Linked DNA regions of Mus musculus: all the other regions are linked to region 3. The links are chromatin contacts, called in public HiChIP or PLAC-seq and promoter capture Hi-C maps. All regions are on one chromosome and are shown on one strand. Each heading gives the region's core, a stretch centred on a gene start, on an enhancer-like site or on the middle of the called end of the contact. The rest is flanking DNA. Distances are from core to core; before and after follow the strand shown. Region 1 has its middle 8.4 kb from the start of Gm51819. Region 2 holds the start of Cdk4 (cyclin-dependent kinase 4). Region 3 holds the start of Mars1 (methionine-tRNA synthetase 1).

Region 1 (4,346 bases), core at 1,834-4,333, 160 kb after region 3:
AGAGTTTATTATTGGCATATAGAAAATCCACTTACTATCTTTTGTGTGCTGATTATATATCTGCTACTTTGTTGGAGCTTCTAGGGACTTCTTTTTTTGTGTTTTTGTTGTTGTTGTTGTTGTTGTTCTGTTTTGTTTTTTTGGTTTTTTTTGAGACAGGGTTTTTCTGTGTAGCCCTGGCTTTCCTGGAACTCAGTCTGCAGATCAGGCTGGCCTCGAACTCAGAAATCCACCTGCCTCTGCCTCCCAAGTGCTGCGATTAAAGGCGTGCGCCACCAGCCCGGCTTCTTCTAGGGACTTTTAAGTATGCAATCTTGGTGTCTACACAGAAGGATGGTTTGGTTCCCCTTTTCCTATTTGTATCACTTCTTTTTATTTTGCTAGGCTTATAGCTCTAGATAAGTTCTTGGTCACTATATTGAACAAGAGTGGAGAGGCTGGGAACCCTGTCGTGTCTGGGATTTCAGAGGAATCCGCTCAGGTCCCCCCTCCCACCCCCATCTAGTATAACCAGCCTAAAGGTTTGTTTCCTAGTTTCTTCAAAGTTGTTTGTTTAGACACAAGGGATGCTGAGCTTTGTTAAAGGTCTCAGGCCCTGTCTGAGGTAATGACCTGATCTCATGCTTCAGTTTCATATGCTTATTTACATTTGTTGATTTGTGAACCCTAGACAAAGCTTAAATTCTTAGAATGAAACTAAATAGGCCATGGGATATGATGGCTTTCCTTTTAATTTTTTTCCAACAACTTTATCACATTTTATTTATTCATTTATCACACACATGCACGTGAAAAAGGTATAATGCAAAAACAAAATTCTAGGCCTTTAGGCCCAGCCTTGAGAATGTGACCTTTGTGACTCCAATGCTCCAAGGTATGCTAATCATAAAACAGATAGTGACATTCCTCCACCCACCAGCTTCCTGGGTTCGGGGAGTGTTCGTTCAAAGAAAGTCACCCTGACCCACCCTGACTGTTGCTGGAACCCGCTATGCAAATGTGCTATTGTTAGAGGCTCCTAGAAAACTGTCTTGACTTTCCACTTCCTTGTGACTCTTAACTGGTATTTTTTGGTATGTTCCAACAATGCCCTCCCCCGCCTCCTTGAGTTGTGGTTTCTTCCTTTAAATACCCCCTTACCCAGCTACCCAGGGCGCCATGGTCCTCTACCCCTGCATGGTGTATGACTATGGGCCTGAGAGTGCTCTTGAAATAAAAGTCCTCTTGCAGTTTGCAGCAAGACCGTTTCTCGTGAGTGATTTGGGGTGTCGCCTCTCCTGAGTCAGAACGTGGGGGAGTCCTCACGTTGTGGGTCTTTCACATGCGTGTGTGCATGCTTGAATCCCTCCATCTGTCTGTCATCTGTCTGTCTGTCTGTGTGGTATATGCATGTGTATGTTCATGTGCCATAGTGCTCCTGTCTAGTGGAACTCTCTTTCTGTGCCCTTCCCCCAGCCCTGAGCAGGCTAAATAGACTTTAAGTGTTTGCCCCAGTTGGTCTTCCTCCGACCTAGGGTGGAGTCTCCTGCCTTGCCTCCTCTGCGGTTTCCTACAGGAACACAATCCAGCTGAAACAAAGGACGGGTCTGTGGGTTTTCCCTATATAAACACAGAGCTGAATATTAAACTTTGAGCTTTGATCAGAAAACTTTGTCTTGGCTTCATCCTTCTCTTATCTCTGCCCCATCCTTTTTCATTTCCAGCCTCCCTTTCAGGTACCCAGTTCATCCATGGCTGCTGGACGGCTACATCTTTCCACTGTATGGATCCTGGGAACCAAACTCTGGTTGTCAGGTTAGGTACTGAGTCCCTTTACCTGCTAAGTCATCTTGTCGTCACTCACCTTCTTTGAAAATATTTTTTTTTAGATTTATTGATGTTATATGTTTTACCTTCATGTATGTGCATGCACCACGTGTGTGCTGAGTGACCTCAGGAGTCAGAAGGCACCAGATCCCCTGGGACTGGACTTATGGATGGTCCAGTCCTGGCTCTTGTCTCCCCAATGTTATCATTGTTCCTTTCCTATTTTAAAAATTACTTTTTTGGTGTGCACCTAGAGTAATGGGTCTTTTATGACGTTTTCTTTATACTTTAGCCCAGTCCATCTGCTCCTGCCTGAACGTGTTCTTGAGTTAGTTTGCCTAAATTTGATTGATTGGTTGTTGTTGTTCCTGTGTCCAAGGAAGTTGGACTATAATTTCCTTTCTTCGTTTCTTCTTCTGGTTTTGGTACCAGGGAAGTGCTGCCTTCATCGATGCATTTGGTGGTGTTCCCACTGTTCCTGCTTTGTGGACCAGCTCCAGTGTTTGCTTCTCTGTGCTTACCTCTTATGATGGTTTGTATGTGCTTGGGTCAGGGAGTGGCACTATTAGGAGGTGTGGCCTTGTTGAAGTAGGTGTGTCACTGTGGGCGTGGGCTTAAGACCTCATCCTAGCTGCCTGGAAGCCTGTATTCTGCTAGCAACCTTCAAATGAAGATGGAGAACTCTCAGCTCCTCCTGCACCATGCCTGCCCAGATGCTGCCATGCTCTTGATGATAATGGACTGAACTTCTGAACCTGTAAGCCAGCCCCAATTAAATGCGATTAAATTAAATAAGCCAGTCCTTATAAGAGTTGCCTTGGTCATGTTGTCTGTTCACAGCAGTAAAACCCTAAGCCTTTTGTTTTCTTGGGTTTTGGTGTTTTGGTTTTTGAGACAAGATTTTCCTGTGTAGCCATAGCTGTCACTCTGTACACCAGGCTGGCTTCAAACTCACAGAGATCCTTCTACCTCTGCTTCCCAAGTGCTGGGTCTGAAGGTGTGCACTACCACTGCTCAGCTATTGGGAGGCTCTTCATTTCTGTTTTAATTTCATTGATGATTGTGGATCTGCTTAAGCTGTCTCCCCAACTATTACTTTATTTAACCATGTATAAACTACACACACACACACACACACACACACACACACACACACACACACGCAGCCCTGCTCCATGTCAGAGCTCCCAGTCACCCCCAGTTATGAGGTGATAAGAAACCAGGAATGGTGGTGTCCCTGGGCTGACACTGACCTTTGGCCCTACAGTTCATCTCCAACAAGAGTGTGGCGCACTGGCTGGCACTCACGGGCAACAGTGAGACTTCAGTCCTAGGCAGCTTGGCTTGCCTCTGAAGTTAACAAATAACTAACTGGATTTAAAAACTGAAAACAATTTAGTGGTTGGGGAAATGAGTCATTGTTAAGTCACTGCTCTTGCAGTGGATCCGGGTTTGGTTTTTAGCATCAAAGTAAACCGTCTGTTACTCCAGCACAGGCAGGGGTCTTGGTGGCTCCTTCTGGCCTCCATGGACACCCACATGCATGCATAGACATGGGGTGTATCCTGTTTTGTTTTGTTTTTCTAGGGTGAGAGGAGAAACTCTATGGACAAACCCAGTTTTCCACTATGACAAGTTATGAAATCAAACTTTCTGCATCTAAGCGCAGCGGGTGAGCCTTGATCTGGGAAACAAGGAAGGAAGAATTATCTTTTAGGATACGAACCCAGCAAGGTCCCTGTGAGTTTGAAGCCAGCCTAGTCTATAGAGCTAGTTCCAGGACATTAAAGACTATATAAACAAACCCTGTTCAAAACAACAACAACAACAACAACAACAACAACAACCAAAACTGAACCAAATTAACCAACCAAACACCACCAAATCCACCCACACACTTCACATCTGGCAGAAGTATTCACCCTTTAGAGCACTCTTGTTTGGCATAGTATTGCAGCCCAGTGTTTGTGTATGTGTATGTGTGTGTGTGCACAGGGTTTATGTGCACAGTGTGTGCGCACAGTATGTGTGTGCACAGTATGTGTGCACAATGTATGTGTACACAGGGTATGTGTGTATATGTGAGTATATGTGTGTATAGTTTGTGTGTGCACAGTGTGTGTATACAATGTGTGTGTGCACAGGACATGTGTGAACAGGGCATGTGTGCACAGTGTGTGTGCACAGGATATGAGTGCATAGTGTATGTGTACACTATTGTCTAATTCACACCCCATTGACTCAGTTACTTCGTGAATAATTCTATTTATTTTCCAAAAATGAGGGTAGCCTGAAGTTACTTCAAGTTTTCCATCTATCAAAGGAGGGAGCCCCTGAGGGCCAATGAGACTGACCCACCAGCAGCCCTCCACTCCTCAGCTGGCTAGACACCTGTTATATCTTCTCGGTTTAATCTTGATAGGTCTCATGAGTCTAGAAATTTATTAATTTCATCTAAGTTTTCCAGTTATTTGGAATATAATATTTTTAAAGTCCTCGAGATTCTTTATGTTTTATTAGACTCTGCAATAACATCTCTT
Region 2 (4,047 bases), core at 696-3,195, 250 kb after region 3:
ACTGAGTGTGTGTGAGTTCTGATTTCAACCTCTAGCACAGTAAGACAAGCAGCCAAAGCTATGTGCAACTGAAGGTAGGTTAAGAGCTTCAAGTCCCATACGGGCGGTGGTAACGCATGCCTTTAATCCCAGGGCTCTGTGAGTTCAAGGCCAACCTGATCTACGGCCAGGACTAACCCTGTACCATTAACAACAAAAAGTTTCTAGTCCCATACTTCCGACGGAACATCTCTGCAAAGATACAGCCAACGCTCCACATGTCCACGGGTGTTGCGTATGTAGACTGCAGAAGAACTTCAGGAGCTCGGTACCAGAGCGTAACCACCTGAAGAGAATAGTAGAAATGAGTGAGTGTCGACCTCACGAACCAGACCTGCCTGGCTCTGAAAACTTCATGTACAAGACTCCTCAGTTGCTATGGGAAACCACCAAGAGCTACCCCTATCACAACCTAGTCGGCTAACGCCTTTTACTGACCACAGGCGTGAGGGCCATCTGGTAGCTGTAGATTCTAGCTAGGCCAAAGTCAGCCAGCTTGACGGTCCCATTACTTGTCACTAGAATGTTCTCTGGCTTCAGGTCCCGGTGAACAATGCAGTTTGCATGAAGAAAATCCAGGCCGCTTAGAAACTGACGCATTAGATCCTGTTTTTCAAGAAGAAAGCACAGAACACCGGAAACTATGTATCACTTCAAAATCCCAACAACTTCTATTGCAAAGATCGGTCCACCCTCGCCCCCAGCCCCACCCCTACTCACCTTAATGGTCTCAACCGGCAGGCCCGGTGGAGGTGCTTTGTCCAGGTATGTCCTCAGGTCCTGGTCTATATGCTCAAACACTAGGGTGACCTTGATGTCCCGATCAGTTCGGGAAGTAGCACAGACATCCATCAGCCTGAGAAGAACAAATGATCACCAGCTAGTCGTCCCCTTTGTCTCAACGTGGCCTCTGGCGTTCTAGGGTCCCACTCCTGCCTTACGGGTCCTATTGTCCTCTCCGCCCCACTCCCAATCCAACCTTCTCACCGTACAACATTGGGATGTTCAAAGGCCTCCAGCCTCCTTAACAAGGCCACCTCACGAACTGTGCTGACGGGAAGGCCCCCTCCAGCTGCTCCTCCATTAGGAACTCTCACACTCTTGAGGGCCACAAAGTGGCCACTGTGGGGATCTCGGGCTTTGTACACCGTCCCATAGGCACCGACACCAATTTCAGCCACGGGTTCATATCGAGTGGCAGCCATTCTCGAAGCAGGGGATCTACAATCACAGAGGCTTCTAATACCAAACTCACTCTCACGGTTAGGAGGGGGATGACCCGGCGGTAACAAAGGAACTCCTGCACAAGACCTCGCCAACGCGATCAGCAACATCCCACCCCTCCACACTTCCAGGGCCCGCGCCTTAGGTAACACAAAGACTCCCATCAAACCCTCCTCCTCCGGCCACGTTTTGTCCCGGAGGAAGAAAAAGAATGCTTTCTTTCCTTTCGGAGGACATCGCACTAGGCACAAAGAGGATCACACAGTGCACAGGGTTTGCACCGAAGATTCTGCACTTCACTCTCCAAAATCACACCCTTGCCCGCGACCACAAAGGCCCCACTTCCCGCCATTGGGCCACCTTCCATAATCAGCCAGCGACGCGCACGCGTGGGGAGCTGGAGGGTGCTGGTGGTGGCGGGGACTGGTCCCCCGATCCTGGATGAGACTGCACTCACCTTACGCTCGGCTAAGAGCTCTGGAGGTGGCCCTTTATCTGGGCCCGGGAGCCGGTTCCTGCGGCGCCATACACCGGGGATCGGTCCCGGGCAGCTGGACGCTTCGGGCCAGACCATAGACACAGGCCGCGAGCTAGAGAGGCCCCCTCACCCCCACCCTCACCATGTGACCAGCTGCCAGAGAGGCGCGCGGAAACCCGGGGGGCGGGGCGGGCGCCGGACGTTCTGGACACGTGATCTTCACCCTTGCGCAGTGGGCAACCCGGGCTGCTTTGATGGGAGGGGTGTGGTGGGGAAGGGGGCGGGGCCCTGACGGCCACGTGACCTGTTGCTATCCCACGTGACCCCTTGACTTTGCGCTGGGAAGCAGAGGTGTGGTTACGCTGTGTGGCACGTGACTGGCTGCCATACCCTGACTGCCGAGGGGGTGTGTGGGGGCGAGAGAGGGTGGAGCACAAGGCGGTGTCATGGCAACCGGGCCAACCAGCTCTCAACTCTGGGCTCAAGGCCGAGCCAGAGCGCATCTTCAGTCTCACTATGGGTCTCTGAGTGGGCGGGAGGTCGAGGTGTTAGTGGGAGATCCTGGTGCCAGAAATGGTGCTGTAACATTTCCACTCCACCGCCATGGGGAAACATTCGTATTTGTGTCTTTCTTTTACTCATTCATTCAACACAATTTTACTAAGTGCTTCCTTCCAGTTGGTATGCGATGTTTTTGTTTTGGTGTCTCAGTCACTCGCCCTTTGAAGTGATGATAAAGATAACTAGTATAGGTAATTGTGGTCTTATAAAACAGGGAATAAATAATTTCTATCTGAGGAGGAAACTAGGATTAAAAGATGGACAGAAGGAAATATAATAAGCCACTGTATGGGTATGGGGGGGCAGCAATTTAATGCCCTCCCTCTTCCCAACCTGTAAACCTCCCCAGGAATATTAAAAGCAGCAAGAAGTGATTGAAAATAGGGGTTCTTGATTTTACAAGAGTCTTTACACTAAGATTGCTACATATATATGTGATTGCATAAACAGATGACAGGGTAAGCATGTCCAGGGTCAGTCACCACCACATTGCTGGAAGATGACGTGTCCTTTTGCAAACCTGCAACTCCTCGTTGGGGTCATGTTCCTATTTTTTCCCCAGTCCAGCTTAGAACATATTCTTGATCTGATCAGCGTTTCCTAAATGGTCTGCCTACAGAAATCTAGTTAGACAGAGGTAGATCTGTGTGACGATTTCGTCTGCTCCAACTCCTTTATTGTCTCCCACCTCTTAGGGATATGGGATGAAGGACCATGTTCCCATTTGTGAAAAATTGCCTAAAATCTAGAGCTATTTTAAATTGATTTGGGGTGGGGGTGCTGGGGATTGGAGTTAGTGTTTTTTTGTTTGTTTGTTTGGTTGGTTTTTTGGATTTTCGAGACAGGGTTTCTCTGTGTAGCCCTGGCTGTCCTGGAACTCACTCTGTAGACTAGGCTGGCCTCGAACTTGGAAATCTGCCTGCCTCTGCCTCCTGAGTGCTGGGATTAAAGGCGTGTGCCACCACACCCGGCTTGGAGTTAGTGTTTTTATATGCAGTAAGCATGGGTTCAGTCACTGAGCTATATTCCTGAACCCTAAATTCTAAAATCATATTTGAGACACTAGAGTTGAGGCTGGTCTCAAATTAATTGCAATTTTTGTGCTAAAGCCCCTAAATGCTGTTTTTATAGGCATGAGCAACGATTTTGGCTCTGATTTATTTTATTGTGGATATTTGTTTTGTTTTAATGGAACAAGGTCTCATATAGCCCAGGTTGGTCTTGAAATGGACACGTAGCTAGCCTCAAATACTTGATCCTCCTGCTCCATCTCCCAAGAACTAAGGTTAAAGGTATGCACCACTTTTTTTTTCTTTTCTTTCTCTCTTTTCCTTTCTCTGTCTTTTCTTTCTTTGAGACTGGATCTTTCTTGCCAGGTAGCCCAGGCTGGCCTCAGACTCTGCAATGTCCACATGCTTGGGTTCTAGACCTGAGCCACCACACCCAGGCTAAAACTATTTTATTACCTGTTTTGCTGTGTATTCCATTCTAACTTCTTACTTTTCTGGTCGACAACGTAACAGTGATGGGTTATGGTGGCACATGCTTTTAATCCCAGAGGACTGGGGCAGAAGCAGGTGGATTTCTGTGAGTTCATGCCAGCCTAGTTTACTTAGTGAATTCCCAGCTAGCCAGGACTACAAGTTGAAACCTTGACTGAGAGGGGGTTGGGGGAGGGAATGTATATGAGAATGTGAATGTAAATTGAGGATTCATGTAAATCACAGTCAAGCACCACACCACAG
Region 3 (4,680 bases), core at 1,262-3,761:
CCTAAGCCTCTTCCATCATCTTTGGGGGCTGGAATGGAAACTGTGAGGGGGATGCTCAGTGTCCCGAGTTGGGACAGGGACTCCTCAGCAACCGAGGGCCTCTCTCTTGCTCTCAGTGTCCTTGCTGGGGTGGGTGGCCCAGGGTTTCTTACTCTTTGGAGGTCATGTAGCCCATGAGGCCCACCACCCTGTTGCTATAGTCGAATTCACTGTCATACCAGGAAATGAGCTTGACAAAGTTGTCATTGAGAGCAATGCCAGCCCTGGCATCAAAGGTGGAAGAGTGGGAGTTGCTGTTGACATCACAGGAGAAAACCTGGTCCTCAGTGTAGCCCAGGATGCCCTTTAGTGGTCCCTCAAATGCCTGCTTTGCCACCTTCTTGATGTCATCATACTTGCCAGGTTTCTCCAGGTGGCATGTCAGATCCACAACGGATACATTGGGGGTAGGAACATGGAAGGCCATGCCAGTGAGCTTCCCGTTCAGCTCTGGGATGACCTTGCCCACAGCCTTGGCAGCACCAGTGGATGCAGGGATGATGTTCTGGGCAGCCCCAAGGCCATCACACCACAGCTTTCCAGAGGGGCCATCCACAGTCTCTGAGTGGCAGCGATAGCATGGACCGAGGTCATGAGCCCTTCCATGATGCCAAAGTTGTCATGGATGATCTTGGCCAGGGTGGCTAAGCAGTTGGTGGTGCAGGATGCATTGCTGACAATCTTGCGTGAGTTGTCATATTTCTGGTGGGTCACACCCATCACAAACATGGGGCATCAGCAGAGGGGCAGAGATGATGACCCTTTGGCCCCACCCTTCAAGTGGGCCCCAGCCTTCTCCATGGTGGTGAAGACACCAGTAGACCCCACAACATACTCAGCACCGGCATCACCACATTTGATGTTAGTGGGATCTCTTCCCAGAAGATAGTGATGGGCTTCCCGTTGATGACAAGCTTCCCTTTCTCAGCCTTGACCATGCCATTGAACTTGCTATGAGTAGAGTCATACTGGAATATGTAGACCATGTAGTTGAGGTCCATAAATGGGTTGTTGATGGCAATCTCCACTTTGCCAACTGCAGAGCAGAAGGCAGCCCTGGTAACCAGGCACCCATTACGGCCAAATCCATTCACACCGACCTTCACCATCCTGTCTACAGGACGAGGCTGGCACTGTATGAGAAGAGCCTCATACTTTTTTTTTTTAAAGATAAGATATCCCTTTGCATGTGTTTATTTGGCTTTGTTGCGAAATCTCTCACTTCCCCCTCAATTTGACCTTTTGTAGCATAACTCTCATCTCCCTTTGCTGTGATTGTCTAGCTATATGTAAATGGAAGACTAGTGCATTTTCACTTTTATGTCAGGGCTTGCTTGGTTTATTTTTGTTTTTTTTTAATGTGTATCAAGGTCTTGCCTGCAAGTTGAGTGTACTATTTTTGGGCAGGTCTATGGAGGCCAGAAGAGGCACTAGTGTTACAGAAGGTTGTGATCTGCCTGTCATGTGTGTGCTTGGATGAGCATCAAGTGCTCCCGAACCAGAGTTATCTCTAAACCCCTTATTTTTAATTAAGAACAAAATAAAACAAAACAAAAACCACACACTTTTTTTTTTTGAGACTAGGTTTATAAAGACCAGGATAGCTTTGAACTCAAAGAGATCCAACTGCCTTCGCCTTCTGAGTCCTGGAATTAAGGGAGTGTCCCACCACACCCAACTCCTTTTTCTTTTATTTGTAAGGGGTTTCGAGTGCAGGGAGGTCTCTGCACCACATGCATGCAGTAATCATGAAGACCAGAAGAGGGCGCATGATTCCCCTAGGACTCAAGTTACAGACAACTGTCAACCATGCAAATGGGTCAAAGGAGAGTCCAGGAAAAGGACAGCCTGGCCTGTGTTCTCCGCTGAGCCATCTTTCCAGGCTTCCTCACTGATTTACTGACAGATCCCTAGTAGCTTAGGCTGGCTTGCAATAGAGGATAACGTCGAATTTATGATAATTTTATCACCACCTCTTCAACGCTGGGATTACAGGAGTGGACACACCACCACACAGTGTTGTGTACCGGGGGTGAACCCAGCGGTTTGCACATGCTAAGCAAACGCTTACTAACTAAACTACATTCCCAATTCCTAAGTAATAAAGGTTCGCGAGCCACATCCTTTGTGGCTGATGGACAGCCACATTAATTTCCACGTTGACACTAAAGTTTGCTCACAGTTCCCCAACTGATTTTTAATCTTGTAGCTAAATGCATCGCCACGCTCTCGGACTACCCGCACACAAACCAATTAAAAACTCCGATCCTTAACAACTTGAATCGGCGCGTGCGATACCACTTCAACGACCAGTAAGGAATCAGAAAATGCCACCCATCGCGTCGTCTCCATCGGATCGCTTTACAGCGGCCGACTTCAACAGTTCAAAGGACCCTCTCGGAGCCGGCCGACCCAGAGTGCCACGCTAGCCCGCACCGTCAACTTCCGGGTCTCGTTGGTAACCATTTCCTGTTTCGTAATGGTGCGTGATGGGATGAGTAGTCGGCTTTCCTGGAGCCTACCGCGAGCGTCCGGCCGACACAGAACTCCATTTCCCGACGTGCCTTGCAGCTTAACCCAGGAGCGGGAGGCCGGTTCCGATTGCATCAGCGTGGGCTCCGAGGCACGATGAGACTGTTCGTGAGCGAGGGTTCCCCGGGGAGCCTGCCCGTGCTGGCTGCGGCCGCGAGGGCCCGGGGTCGGGCGGAGCTGCTCATCAGCACCGTAGGCCCCGAAGGTACTGGAGTGGCTGCCGGTGGGCGGCGGGTGAGGGGTGTTCATCTCACAGTTGTTTGCCAGGCTCCAGTGCCCGTTCCCCAATCGACTCAACGTTAACTTTAGTCACGCCAACCTTTGTTTCCGTAACCCTTCTGAAGTTAGTTCCCTTAGTTACCCTCACTGTACTCTTCAAACCTCGTTTTAAGTCTCCCCTCTGGTTAGTTTTCCAGGACCCACCTATCATGGCAACTCCCTCTCAGCCCGGTCACTCTCGCGATCACCTCCAACCTCCCGTGTCGTTTTGGGGAAGCCCCTTTCTCCTTCCAGGACCTCAGTACAGACATGTGCACACTCAGTCCTTGAAGTTTATTGCGTATTCCCAGACAACTTTTTTGGGTGACTTTCTAAGAGTTGTCTGGTCAGATCCTCCCTGACAGCTTGACTGCAGCACTATTCTATACCTCTCTGTAGACTCTACCTCTTGTTTGCAGTTGGCAGTCTCAACTGAACACTAGCTGGCCCCTCTAGCATATTCCACCACCACCCCTCCCCGGTTAGTGTTCTTACCTTCGAAACTGTAGATTGAAAACCCAGGCCTCCAGCACACAATGTGACGTCAAATCATTTCTTTTAAGATTTACTTATTTATTTAATGTATATATGAGTACACCGTAGCTGTACTGATGGTTGTGAGCCATCATGTGGTTGCTGGGAATTTGAATTCAGGACTTCTGCTGGCTCCTGTCAACCCCGCTTGCTCTGGTCAACCCCGCTTGCTCAGGCTGCGCCCCGCCTTATATCTAAGTACACTGCAGCTATCTTCAGATTTACTGGAGGAGGGTGTCAGATCTCATTACGGGTGGTTGTGAGCCACCATGTGGTTGCTGGAAATTGAACTCAGGACCTTCGGAAGGGCAGTCAGTGCTCTTTAACAGCCGAGCCATCTCTCCAGCCTCCTCATTTATTTTCTTACCCCTGATTTTCACCCATTTTCCTCTGTCTCAGAGTGTGTGGTACCATTCCTTACCCGGCCTAAGGTCCCTGTCTTGCAGCTGGATAGTGGCAACTACCTCTTCTCTGCTAGTGCAATCTGCCGGTCAGTATTGGTTCTTGGTGTGGGGAGGTGCCCAAATCAGGGTGAATCACTAATCTTTCTGTGACCTTATTTGCAAATACTGTTCTACTGTGGGTTCATCCATGAACTAGACAGATGCTTCAACTTACTTTCTCTCCCTGGGCAGATATTTTTTTCTGTTATGTGGCTGGGAACAAGATGATCTCACCAACCAGTGGCTGGAATGGGAGGCAACAGAACTGCAGGTGAATCCGTGTATCAGGGAGGTGAGGGCAGCCTGTCCTTCCTCTGTATGAACATCCTGACCCATTTCCCCTGCATTTTAGCCAGTTCTGTCTGCTGCCCTACACTGTCTAGTGGTTCAAGGCAAGAAAGGGGAAGATATACTTGGCCCACTTCGGAGAGTCCTGACTCACATTGATCACAGCTTGAGTCGTCAAAACTGTCCTTTCCTGGCTGGGGTGAGTTGACTTGAAGTGGGGTCTGGAAGGCTTATGATACAGGACTTTGTGGGGAAAGTGTATTCAGACCCCAACAACTAATTATTAGCGTGGTAACCTTGACACATTACTTAAACCCACTAATTCTTCATTTTTGTTATCGTTTTTGTTTTTATTTTTGGGTTTTTCGAGACAGGGTTTCTCTGTGTAGCCCTGGCTGTCCTGGAACTCACTCTGTAGATCAGGCTGGACCAAAACTCAAGAAGCATGCCAGGTGTTGGGATCAAAGGCCTGTGCCACAACTAGTCCTTGATTTTATTTTATTTTATTTTATTTTGTGAAATGGAAGTGATAGTTCCTGCCATAGTTAGAGCTATCTTAAGGATTATGTTAGAAAGCACACATTGA

What was found. HiChIP or PLAC-seq counts read pairs in DNA pulled down with a chosen protein or histone mark. Capture Hi-C pulls out chosen DNA fragments and counts their contacts.
Region 1: a contact with region 3 is called in an H3K4me3 HiChIP or PLAC-seq map of bone marrow-derived macrophages, with 3 times the contacts expected there. The contact joins the enhancer-like site here to the promoter of Mars1 in region 3. A contact is called at or near these places in 8 of 39 promoter capture datasets (the HPC-7 cell line, cranial neural crest, embryonic stem cells and 3 more), 1 of 15 datasets of contacts at CTCF or cohesin (CD8 T cells), 7 of 484 Hi-C or Micro-C datasets (B cells, CD8 T cells, bone marrow-derived dendritic cells and 3 more), 14 of 115 datasets of contacts at active chromatin or transcription factors (the 230-238 cell line, CD8 T cells, the HPC-7 cell line and 7 more) and 3 of 9 other capture datasets (adipose tissue, liver and pancreatic islet).
Region 2: a contact with region 3 is called in a promoter capture Hi-C map of adipose tissue. The contact joins the promoter of Cdk4 here to the promoter of Mars1 in region 3. A contact is called at or near these places in 13 of 39 promoter capture datasets (the 3T3-L1 cell line, the C10 cell line, the HPC-7 cell line and 11 more), 2 of 15 datasets of contacts at CTCF or cohesin (CD8 T cells and the NIH/3T3 cell line), 15 of 484 Hi-C or Micro-C datasets (B cells, CD4 T cells, CD8 T cells and 7 more), 18 of 115 datasets of contacts at active chromatin or transcription factors (the 230-238 cell line, CD8 T cells, the SCID.adh cell line and 9 more) and 5 of 9 other capture datasets (adipose tissue, embryonic stem cells, embryonic tail and 2 more).

The regions. Positions count from the first base shown.
Region 1 is chr10:127,149,523-127,153,868 of GRCm38.p6, reverse strand. No RefSeq gene overlaps it. Among named protein-coding and RNA genes, the nearest start is that of Gm51819, 8.4 kb to the left of the region's middle. Within about 2 kb of position 3,083, at least 62 of the 459 cell types and tissues checked have an H3K27ac peak or open chromatin away from gene starts, as enhancers often do. A contact at or near this core is called in CD8 T cells, bone marrow-derived macrophages, lineage negative bone marrow cells and 3 more, where this site is marked.
Region 2 is chr10:127,061,433-127,065,479 of GRCm38.p6, reverse strand. Cdk4 (cyclin-dependent kinase 4) reads right to left here and starts at 1,945. Exons shown (of 8, transcript NM_009870.4): 1 at 1,721-1,945; 2 at 1,027-1,260; 3 at 760-895; 4 at 478-645; 5 at 216-325. The coding sequence starts at 1,244.
Region 3 is chr10:127,309,617-127,314,296 of GRCm38.p6, reverse strand. It overlaps Mars1 (methionine-tRNA synthetase 1), which reads left to right and starts at 2,511. Exons shown (of 21, transcript NM_001003913.2): 1 at 2,511-2,776; 2 at 3,763-3,853; 3 at 3,999-4,077; 4 at 4,159-4,293. The coding sequence starts at 2,668. It also overlaps the pseudogene Gm6283.